2 separate regions of the Hordeum vulgare genome follow, and region 1 is linked to region 2. A link is a contact called in public Hi-C data. All regions are on one chromosome and are shown on one strand. Each heading gives the region's core, a stretch centred on a gene start, on an enhancer-like site or on the middle of the called end of the contact. The rest is flanking DNA. Distances are from core to core; before and after follow the strand shown. Region 1 holds the start of LOC123443920 (beta-adaptin-like protein A). Region 2 has its middle 130 kb from the start of LOC123439989.

Region 1 (6,137 bases), core at 875-3,374, 330 kb before region 2:
CGGTCAATGGATACAGATAGTATTGTAGACGACGATGATGTAGGCATGCATGCTCAAGCATGCCTTCACTGACACAAGAGACATGGTGACAAGCAAGAAATAAATGAACTGAGAATGAGAGACAGTGAGCCTTTTCTCGGTTTTTGGAACAAGTCTGGGTGGAGTTTGGGTGCTCCAAAAAGAAAAGTACAATGTCGGGAACACTCCCTCCATTTCAATGAATAAGCACGCACGCATTCCAAAATTGAACTTTGCCCATAAATTAGACCAACCAAATGTGGGTTATATGTAACAAAAATTATACCGTTGTATTCGTATCGGAAGAAGTTTCCAATGGTATGATTTTTAAGTCAGAAAACATATATTATTGGTAATTTATGGTCAAAGTTGGATTTTAAATGTGTGCATGCCTTATTCACTCGAATGGAGGGAGTGCTATGGTTATAAGGCATACTTGAGTGGTGTCTCGTGTGTCCTCACTAGTTTCTGGTGGATCCGTCAATTTTCTTCTATTCACCATCACTGACATATCACGCTTCGTCTCAACCTCTATTGGGGAAGCAGTAAGCAGGGTAACTCACAACAACAGTGGATACGGAATCTATCTCCTCTTTCTGATCCTTAAATCAAAATCTTCAATCATATTTTCTCAGATATACAGATTGATTTTGGTTGAAACCAAGAGCGTCAGTTCCCCAAATTGTACTTGTATCTAATAAATATATCCGAATCAAACTCCAGATCACAATATCTAATCCAGAAACAGATCGACGCAGATTCAGTGTCAGATCAGCTGGATATAATATAATATGTTGGAACTAAAAACACTAGGGTATATATGTCAAGCTACCTGTAAGACTAATCCTGTAATTTCATTACCAATGGGATTGTGAATTTGAAAGAAGCTACCACAGCTGGTTCTGTATGTAATTATACTTTCTATCACAACGTCCTTTGGAAAGTTGACAAGTTGGTACAGTAACCAATTACTTCTAAATATTTATACTGAGGTTGATAGCATGGTTATATCAGCTGGTTGGAATTTCCTTTGTGATGGACATCCGATGCAAAGTACTTACATTTACTCAATGCATCACATGATAGTACATATTTAAACCAACAAGGCATAATTAGCCACAGCCTACTATATGATCAAACAAGCAAGATATAAACCAAATAGTTTTTCAGTGAGAGGACAATCATAACTTGCAGCTTAACTCAGTTCCATGTAACAAAATTCAATTCCTGTTGAGATTAACTTCCGGTTTAATCAATACAATGCATGCTGCGATTTTTTAGGCAGCATAGTTATTCCATCATTGCACGCATGTAGAATAACATGGTCGCCAGAAAACAAAATAACGATTTCATCAAAACAATTCGTAGCATGAAAGCTCACCTGAGCATCAGGGTCCGAGAGCATAAGTGCCTTGAGCGCAGCAGGCAGGTCAGCGTCGAGGCAGGTGGTAGCAGATATGTGATACAGCTTTGCAGCACCAACAGCAGCGACCATCCGAACGTAGGCACTAGGGTCCTTCAGCCCTGTGGTGAGCGGCGTAACAAGGTACTCGACAAGGTTTGGAACGCGGAGGGAGCAGAGGCTGCGGAGAGCAAGGCCGCGGATGGTGGGGTCCTGGTCGCGGCAGTCGCGCTGGAGGAAGTTGATGGTGAGGAGGGCGAGGTCCGGATGGGCGCGCGCATGGACACCGACGTAGAGGTAGCACATCTTCTTGAGCACAACGTCGGAGGTGGCGGAGCAGAGCACCATCTCCCCGAACGCCGCCGAGACGTCGATACCTGCGGTCATGCAAGAGATCACCCGCTTGAAGACATCCCGGCGCTGATCATCAGCGTCTGGTGCACGGCTCCCCGCCAGCTGCCGCAGCTGCTGCTTCAGATCCGACACCTCGCTCTTGCTGCACACTCAAATTGCCCCAATTGATTAGTTAAGATTCGGGAGGCCAGCGATTTTGAGGGCCAGAGAAGGAAGTGGTGTACCCGGATGGTTGGGACGGGGAGGCGGACTTCGCCGGCGAAGGCGCCGTGGGAGCCATGGCGGAGGGCTTGGATCTGGGCGCGCGTGGGGAAGACGACTGCAAGTGGTGGTTTTGTCCGGTGGGCACTTGGATCTGGCCAGGGCGAGTACGAGACGCTGATAAGTGGGCCACATCATAAAATACGTTTTTCCTCTTGTGCTTACGGATTCTAAGCAAACTGTTGGATTGTTTACGTGAAAAAAAAGAAAACGCTCACCGTCAACCCACTGAAGAGTAACTCAGCGTCCGCCGCCTTCTCTGCGCAACACGTGTTCAGATGGGCCTCACACGTCTTCACCTTTCCGATTCCTGAAACATCTGAAGCACATCGTCAACCGCATGGCGAGAACCCTCTTTGGTTTCATCGTCGCCGCCGCCGCCGCGGCGCTCCTCCTTGTCGTCCTCATGCCGGCCCTCGTCGCCGCGCAGGCCCCCGCGCCGGCGCCCACCAGCAACGGTGAGCCATAAGACTCTGGCGTCTCCCCTTCTGAGTTGCTTCTTTCCTTCTGAATTTCTTCTCACTTGTTTTCTTGTCAATACGTGCAGCGTCTTCGATCGACCAGTGCGTCGCCTACCTTCTGATGATCCTGACCCTGGTGCTCACCTACCTCATCCCATCCGTTGGACGCCTCCTCCCCTTACAAGCTCTTCTGAGCATGTCTATGTTTCAGAAACTCGAGCGTTGTTTCAGGAATTACCGGGTGCTCAGCCGAAGCGTGTGCGAAGAAAAAAAACTACAACAAAGCGATTGTTTCAGAAACTCGAGCGTTGTTTCGGGAATTACTGGGTGCCCAGCCGAAGCGCGCGCGAAGAAAAAAAACTTCAACAAAGCGATTGTTTCAGAAACTCGAGTGTTGTCTCATGAATTAACGGGTGCCCAGCCGAAGCACGCTCGAAGAAAAAGAAACTGCAACAAAGCGATTGTTTTAGAAACTCGAGCGTTGTCTCACGAATTATCAGGTGCCCAGCCGAAGCGCGCGCGAAGAAAAAGAAGCTGCAACAAAGCGATTGTTATAGAAACTCGAGCGTTGTCTCAGGAATTATCAGGTGCCCAGCCGAAGAGCCGCGCGCGGATTGAACGGCTACGCATGTAGATCACACAGCTATCAAGGTGGATGATGTTTTCTAAACATCACCCGGCGGATGCGTAGCAGACCCTAAAAAAGGATACCTTAGGCAGCGCACCTTGGAGATATGCCCTAGAGGAAATCATTGTGATGATATATTTTTATGTGATCATGAATAAAGAGTATAAATTGTATGGTAAGTGTCATAAATGGTCTCTAGTCGAAAGGGTTGTCGGGCCTCTAGGACCGGGGTACCCAGGCTCGTGGGCGTGCGATCCTGTGCGCGACGCCGTGGCGAGAGCTTGGTTCGGCCCACCAGCAAGCTCGGCAGGGAAGACCCTCGTGAGGGCCCCTACCTCGCGAGGCAGGCGTCAAGGGACCATCATCCAGGATCACGAGGGGACGCTCGCGACAAGGGCGCGTCCCAAGACCAGCCCTGAGCTTTCACGAGGCGGGCTCGCCGAGGGCGACGTAGCAGGGCCCCATGACCCTACTCCTCCGCGTGGGTGACACAGGTTGTGCAGGCGATGCAGGAGCAATGCTAATAGGCACCGACAGGGAGGGTTTCCCTTCCATGCTAAAAAATCTAAGCCGGCTGGCGTGCTCCCGAAGCGACTCCCAAGGGTTTCCCGATCGGTGCAAGCAGGCTAAAGCTGGGGCTCGGCAGGACGGAGGTCACCCCCAAACCCACCAGCGCGTCATGAAGAGAAGCTTTTGCAGGCGAAGACCACCTTTGTGAGGGCGGACTCCAGACCCTTTCGAAATGGTCGTTGTGTCAACCTGATGACCCACAAGTATAGGGATCAATCGTAGTCCTCTCGATAAGTAAGAGTGTCGAACCCAACGAGGAGCGGAAGGATCTGACAAGTGGTTTTCAGCAAGGTAAAATCTGCAGGCACTAAAATTGTCGGTAACAAGTGATTGTGTGACAAGATGATTCGTAGGAAGCAACAAGTAACAAAAGTAGCAACGGTGCAGCAAAGTGGCCCAATCCCTATTGTAGAAAGGTACAAGCCTGGACAAAGTCTTATAGGAGGAAAAACGCTCCCGAGGACACACGGGAATTTCTGTCATGCTAGTTTTCATCATGTTCATATGATTCGCGTTCGTTACTTTAATAGTTTGATATGTGGGTGGACCGGCGCTTGGGTATTGCCCTTACTTGGACAAGCATCCCACTTATGATTAACCCCTCTCGCAAGCATCCGCAACTACGAAAGAAGAATTAAGACAAAGTCTAACCATAGCATTAAACTAGTGGATCCAAATCAGCCCCTTACGAAGCAACGCATAAACTAAGGTCTAAGCTTCTGTCATTATAGCAACCCATCATCTACTTACTACTTCCCAATGCCTTCATCTAGGACCAAATAATGGTGAAGTGTTATGTAGTCGACGTTCACATAACACCACTAGAGGAAAAACAACATACAACACATCAAATTACCGAACGAATACCAAATTCACATGACTACTATTAGCATGACTTATCCCGTGTCCTCAGGAACAAAAGTAACTACTCACAAAGCATAATCATATTCATGACCAGAGAGGTAATGAGTAGCATCAAGGATCTGAACATAAACTCTTCCACCAAACAATCCAACTAACATCAACTACAAAGAGTAATCAACACTACTAGCAACCTTACAAGTACCAATCAGAGTCGCGAGACGGAGATTGGTTACAAGTGATGAACTAGGGTTTGGAGATGAGATGGTGCTGATGAATATGTTGATGGTGATGGGTATTGGGAATATGCCCTAGAGGCAATAATAAATTAGTTATTATTATATTTATTTGTTCATGATAATCATTTATTATCCATGCTATAATTGTATTGATTGGAAACACAGTGCATGTGTGGATACATAGACAAAACATTGTCCCTAGTAAGCCTCTAGTTGACTAGCTCGTTGATCAAAGATGGTCAAGGTTTCCTGACCATAGGCAAGTGTTGTCACTTGATAACGGGATCACATCATTAGGAGAATCATGTGATGGACTAGACCCAAACTAATAGACGTAGCATGTTGATCGTGTCATTTTGTTGCTACTGTTTTCTGCGTGTCAAGTATTTGTTCCTATGACCATGAGATCATGTAACTCACTGACACCGGAGGAATGCTTTGTGTGTATCAAACGTCGCAACGTAACCGGGTGACTATAAAGATGCTCTACAGGTATCTCCGAAGGTGTTCGTTGAGTTAGTATGGATCGATACTGGGATTTGTCACTCCGTATGACGGAGAGGTATCTTGGGGCCCACTCGGTAATACAACATCACACACAAGCCTTGCAAGCAATGTAACTTAGTGTAAGTTGCGGGATCTTGTATTACGGAACGAGTAAAGAGACTTGCCGGTAAACGAGATTGAAATAGGTATGCGGATACTGACGATCGAATCTCAGGCAAGTAACATACCGAAGGACAAAGGGAATGACATACGGGATTATATGAATCCTTGGCACTAAGGTTCAAACGATAAGATCTTCGTAGAATATGTAGGATCCAATATGGGCATCCAGGTCCCGCTATTGGGTATTGACCGAGGAGTCATTCGGGTCATGTCTACATAGTTCTCGAACCCGCAGGGTCTGTACACGTAAGGTTCGACGTTGTTTTATGCGTATTTGAGTTATATGGTTGATTACCGAATGTTGTTCAGAGTACCGGATGAGATCACGCACGTCACGAGGGTTTCCGGAATGGTCCAGAAACGAAGATTGATATATAGGATGACCTCATTTGATTACCGGAAGGTTTTCAGAGTTACCGGAAATGACGAATGGGTTTCGGGTGTTCACCGGGGGGGCAGCCCACCCCGGGGAAGCCCATAGGCCTTGGGGGTGGCGCACCAGCCCTTGGTGGGCTGGTGGGACAGCCCAAGAAGGCCCTATGCGCCATAGATATAAAGTCAAAGAGAAAATAAAATAAAAAAGGAGGTGGGAAAGGAGAGAAGGACTCCACCTTCCAATCCTAGTTGGACTAGGATTGGAGGAGGACTCCTCCTCCCTTGGTGGCGCAGCCCTT
Region 2 (5,881 bases), core at 2,633-5,132:
AGAAAGGGTGTTCAAAAAAATGTAAACAATATTTCACAGTATTTCAATACGTAAACTCTTTTTGGAAAATCATCACAAACATTTTAAAATGCAAGTGCATTTTTTGAAAAAATAAGTTTTTTTATTCAAAAATCACGAAGGCATTTTAAATTACACAACCATTTTCTAAAGCATGCAGACATTTTTAAAAATTATATAAGCAGATTCCAGGGAACAAATACGAACCACTAATTTTGTAGCATGCACGTATGGAACTTGAATGCATGTACATATATGCATTTAGCATCCTAGAAATAAAATCTATTGTACGTGTTTTTAGCGCACACACACACAAAAAATCTGTACCTAATACCTCGTGCATCCGTGTATAATAAACTCACAAATATATATAGTTGTTTTTTGAACACTGTACATGCGCAAGTACTCATATACACGTGCATACATTCATCCTTATGAATACATACACGCACACCCTATATCTATGAGCACCTTCGAGAAACTGAGCCGACATATCATTTTGAGATTTACGAAGTCACCGTAGACGCTTCGTCGTCGATGGGAATGTCTCCTCCCACTAAAAGGATATCACCGGAAATCCTGAAATAAATCCACAAATAATACAAGCATCGGAACTTGAACCGTGATGGATTAGGGGTAATACTGTCCCTCTAACCATCCAATCACAGGTTGATTTGCAGTAGCTGACACACCGATTGATAGCGCCTCACGGTTCCACATCAACAGCGCAGATAATATTCTTTTAAAAACAGCCCAAATAATCTATATCTATACCTAATAATAAAGCGGCTATTGCTTCCGTCGGAAAACCCATCAAGCCATTTTTATAAAAAAAACCTTGTAATTTTTGTTATTCAACCCGCGCTTCAATTTCTCATTATAGTGGAATTAACAATGGACGAGTTGATTTTTCAACAAAATAGGATAGGACTAACTACATTAGTTTGTTAGCTTATTATTTTAATAAATCAAAATAATTATAAAAAAATTAAAAGCGTTTGATTTTTTTCTCTCGTTGCAACGCACGGCTATTTTGCTAGTAAAATAAAAAGCAGTTATCCATCCCTGACCTCGATAACCGGGAGGTGCCCACGGGATGTGCCCCCTTTGTCAGCTGCGCCCACTGCAGCACCCCTTCTGCATCCCCAGTGTCGGTAGCAACCTCGCTGGAGCTCCAGCGATGCACCATCTCGCGCCCTCTCTCTGTTCCCCTTTTTTCCTCCCGTATCGCATCTCTCTCTGAGACCCCCCACAGGAACCGGCCATGGCCGTCCAAGTCGATGGCCGTCCCAAGTCGATGCCAACCGTCGCCGCCGGCCTCTACGAAGCTCGCGCCATCGGATCCGCGGCCTACACCGTCCCCATGCCTAGATCCTGTAGGATCCAGTTGAGTTCACCGCCACCACAGGAAACAGAACACAGACGGAGGGATCGTAGTTCCGCCAGAGCAAGGTCCCTCTCGCTGTCGGTAAGGCTTCTCCTCTCCCTCTTTTCCCACTACCATTTATAGCATCCCGCAACCCTAACCAGATCACTCAATCGACAACAGCAGGATGACGTCCTCGTTAATCCACTGCAATCTTTATCCATTGGCATCTCAATCTAGAAATCCTTGTGGTAGCCAAACATGATTTTTGGATTAAGATTTTAATTCCAACCAAATGAATTCCCCGTGAAGATTTTATTTCACTTCATTTCTACCAAATAAAATGAAATGAGGGGAGTCAAATGAGCAGTAAAGCTTTTCTTAAGGATTTTTGCTATTATGGTGATTATGGTTGACCAAAGTTCTCAATATATCCTCTTGATGAAAGAAGTCTGCCTATCTTGTTGCTCCCAAGCAATCTTTGTTTTCGTTAGTGGCTGGTTGTCACCTCATAATTTTGCGATGTTTTCCATAAGCCCACAACAAGTTTGTTCTTTCCGTTGTTGATTTTACAACAACTCCATTCAATCCTTCTTCATAAGTTTGCTTGTTAATTCAGTTGTGGTAAGAATTGTAATTTTCCTTCTTCGTTCTCTTCTCTTCAATGATCTAGTTTCTATTCTTTGTCTCGGAGGCTTGTGATGTTGCTCTCTTCGATTCATCATCTCATTTTGTTAAGATCATGTTCATCCTTGCTTGTTCATCTAATCGGAATGTTGTGTCTTCTTTTCAAGATCTTCCATCTTATCTACTTTTGCCTCTATTTTCTATTGAAGTGTTGCGAAATTTCTATTGAATTCTTACTTGTTTCTCATATCATTCTTCGTCTCTTTGAAACTTCCAAGACTTGTTTGTTTCACTCATTTGTCCAAGAAGCAAGTAAGTCTTACCTATTGCTCTTTCTCTTCCTCTCCCCGTTCCATTCTTAGATCTCAGGTCGAGATCCCTTGTTACTGGAGGTGAGTTGTAAATGCTTGGAACCGACGTTCTAGAAGATTCCCATTTTATTCTATTGTTGCAGTGTGATTTATTTGGTCGTCGCATTCATCATCACATCATGCACTTCATTCGCATTGCATCGACACTTGTTACCATGATTTTTTTTAGACTTGCATCCGTTCGTAGTTGTCGGTTCTCTCCGTTTTCGTCGTTGACCATTTTGAGACCAACCACACATGCACGCGCCCGCGACATTGTTAAAAATATTGTTTTAAAAGTGTGTATAAAACTTTCTCGGATTGGGTTGAAAGTTGGTGTGCGGTCTAAATATCGTGTAGGGAGACCGCTTGCCAAATTTCGTCGCAATCGGAGTTCGTTTGATAGACGAACCGTTAGACCTATAACGGCACTATAGTCGATTTAATTGTCGGATGCTTCTATGTTTTAAAATCTTGTACCGGGCCGTAAACCTTTCTCTTCTCTCAGCCCAATGCCATATGCATGGCCATTAGCCCACCTAGCCTCTCCCTCCGTACATGGCCTTCGGATCGCGAGTGGACGGGCGAGGTCCATCCCACCAATGCCCATTCCCTATATACACCTCCCTATGGAGAGAGCCTCTCAGTCTCTAGGGTTTCACCTAGCTAATATTGCAGCCACCCCCCTAGCTAAACCCCACCCGCTCGCTCCAATCCCCCAGATCTCGAAATCCTATCCCAGGTCCTAATATGGACCATGGGATCCCCATCCAATGGCCCTAGATCACCCAAAATCCCATCCCGGACATGTCCGGAGCCAACCCGAACATGTCCGGGCGACCACATCAGAAGCCAACCGCTGCAATGCCCGTGCCGATATAGTGCACGCGCCGCGGCGTGCCTCCGCAACTGTACCCTGCCTGCTGTGCCGACGCAACCGCTCCATGCCTCGCCGGTCACCGGAGCCGTCGCCGACGACCAAGTCCCGCCGCCCCGACCTCTCTCTCCCCATCGCACATCTCTCTCTCACCTCTCTCACCTCTTCTTTACAAGAACCTGGGCTGCCATGGCCGCGCCCCATCGAAGCTACGTCGTGCCACTGTCGGGAACAGGCGGATCCGGGCAGCCCTGACCCAGAACGCGCGTCCCATGGCTCCTCGTCGCCTGCCATGCACCGTTGGCGCCCCACCATGTCCGTGCAGTCGCCATGGTGGGTACCTGCTTCGCCTCCCGCTCGGGAGCGAGCGCTTGATCGGGTAGGATGCCCGAACATCAGTTGGTGGGCCACGCCTCGCCATCCCAGCTCTGCGAGCCCGTCGGCTTGCCTTCACGCCCGACGTGGGTCGTGCAGCGCCCCACGTGTAGGCCTCGAGCGCTCGTTGACCGTTGCTCCGTGTGTGGGCCGACCTCCCAGCCGCACTAAGGCCAGCCTGAGAGCCCCAGCACCCGTGTGGGCCTCCTCCACGCCGAGGCCCAGAGTTTCCCCAGCCGAGCTCCCTCGAGCCTATCTCCACCGAATGGGTCCAGCCAACTAGGTGAGCGCCATTCTCCTATCCCATGCATAAGGGCGCTTGATGCTATGTTGCGCTCAGTACAGACCGAATCAGATTTCAGTTTTGGCCCTTGTCGTTTTTCCTTGCTACGAATTTACCTAATTATCCACTCGTTGCATATCTTTAAAAAAACCGTCATTTTGAAATGTCCATAACCAAATTACCGTTCATCGGATTAAGATGATTTAAATATGTCAAATGTCTAAAATTTCGTGTAGATTCTCAATATGCCTCTTTCACACATGTTAAAAACATTTAAACTTGATGTTTGCATTGATTTGTGTGATGTCATATTAAAATAATTTAATTCATAGCAAAATAACTGTGCATTGGCTTTAAAAATTTATACATGAAAAATACTTAGAATTTTGTGTAGTTTCACAATATCAAACTTTCAACCATATTAAAAATGTTCAACCTAGTGCTTGCATTTAATTTGCATTAATGTCATGTTAAAATTATTTATGTCATAACTATTTAACCGTAGCTTCGATTATAATGTTTTATATATGTAACTTGGATAGAAAAATATGTAGAATAATATGGTCGCATTTATTTTCCTATTTAACAACTCTAAGATTGTGTTTTAGGCAGATCTGTTAAAAATTCAAAATTACATATGGGGACTTTGTGAAATTGTTATTCGTTGTTTGTGCCTCATTTAAACTTGCTTAGAATTTTAGGTATTTTCATAATATCTTGTTGCGTCCATGATTAACATGTTGTGACTGTCATTTGCATGCATTTTGCATTCGTGGCATATCTGTTGGAGAACGTTGCATGGGAAGCAAAAAGTTTCCTACGCACACGAAGACCTATCATGGTGATGATCATCTACGAGAGGGAGATTGGATCCACATACCCATGTAGATCGCTAAGCGGAAGCGTTAATGAACGCGGTTGATGTAGTGGTACGTCTTCACGATCCGTCCCACGAACTGTCTCGTGATCCGTCCCGGTCAAGTGCCGAACGGATGGCACCTCCGCGTTCCGCACACGTACAACTCAATGATGATCTCCGCCTTCTTGATCCAGCGAGAGGGGCGGGGAAGTAGATGAGTTCTCCGTTAGCGTGACGGCGTGCCGGTGATGGTGATGATCTATTCCTGTAGGGCTTCGCCCGAGCTCCGTAGAAAACCGATCTAGAGAAAGAACTACGAACTAGAGGAGAGGGCAACACGTGGCAAAGTTGTGTCTCAAAAGCCCTAAATCTCTAGTATATATAGGAGGAGGGGAGAGGCAGCCTTGGCGTGCCAAGGAAGACCTCCTTGGGTCGGCCGAAGTGGGGAAGGGAGTAGTCCTCCTCCAATCCCACGTGGATTAGGACTCCTTCCTTATTTTCCCACCTCTTTTGGATTTTCGACTTTTTCCTCATGGGCTTTGCTTGGATGACTTTGTCAGCCCATTATACTATATTGCGCATCCAATAAATCCACGTGGACCCCTTGGGGCGTGGTGGGCCCACCCAGTGGGCCCCCGGAACCCATTCTTCGCTCCCCGTACACTGCGTGCAATACTCGAAAACCTTCCGGAATCCAAACACCAACTTCTTATATATCAATCTTCGTTTCCGGACCATACCGGAAACCCTTGTGACGTCCGGGATCTCATACGGGACTCCGAACAAAACATCGGTCACCAACACATATAACTCAACTATACTGAAACGTCACCGAACCTTAAGTGTGCAGACCCTGCGGGTTCGAGAACTATGCAGACATGACCTGAGACACTTCTCTGGTCAATAACCAACAACCGGACCTGTATGTCCATATTGGCTCTTACATATTCTACGAAGATCTCTATCGGTTCAACCTCTATGTCAAGGATTCATATAATCCTGTATACTATTCCCTTTGTCCTTCGGTATGTTACTTGCCCGAGATTCGATCGTCGGTATCACCATACCTAGTTCAAGCTCGTTACCGGCAAGTCTTTTTACTGATTTCATAATACAAGATCCCATA

Evidence for each region. A called contact is a pair of places that touch in the nucleus more often than the background predicts.
Region 1: a Hi-C map of seedling shows a contact between it and region 2, with 5 times the contacts expected there. The contact joins the promoter of LOC123443920 here to the enhancer-like site in region 2. A contact is called at or near these places in 2 of 6 Hi-C or Micro-C datasets (leaf and seedling) and 1 of 1 datasets of contacts at active chromatin or transcription factors (embryo).

What each region holds. Positions count from the first base shown.
Region 1 is chr3H:382,748,498-382,754,634 of MorexV3_pseudomolecules_assembly, reverse strand. It overlaps LOC123443920 (beta-adaptin-like protein A), which reads right to left and starts at 2,124. Exons shown (of 11, transcript XM_045120485.1): 1 at 1,999-2,124; 2 at 1,400-1,916. The coding sequence starts at 2,054. It also overlaps the pseudogene LOC123441782.
Region 2 is chr3H:382,424,407-382,430,287 of MorexV3_pseudomolecules_assembly, reverse strand. No RefSeq gene overlaps it. Among protein-coding and RNA genes, the nearest start is that of LOC123439989, 130 kb to the right of the region's middle. Within about 2 kb of position 3,882, at least 3 of the 3 cell types and tissues checked have open chromatin away from gene starts, as enhancers often do. A contact at or near this core is called in leaf and seedling, where this site is marked.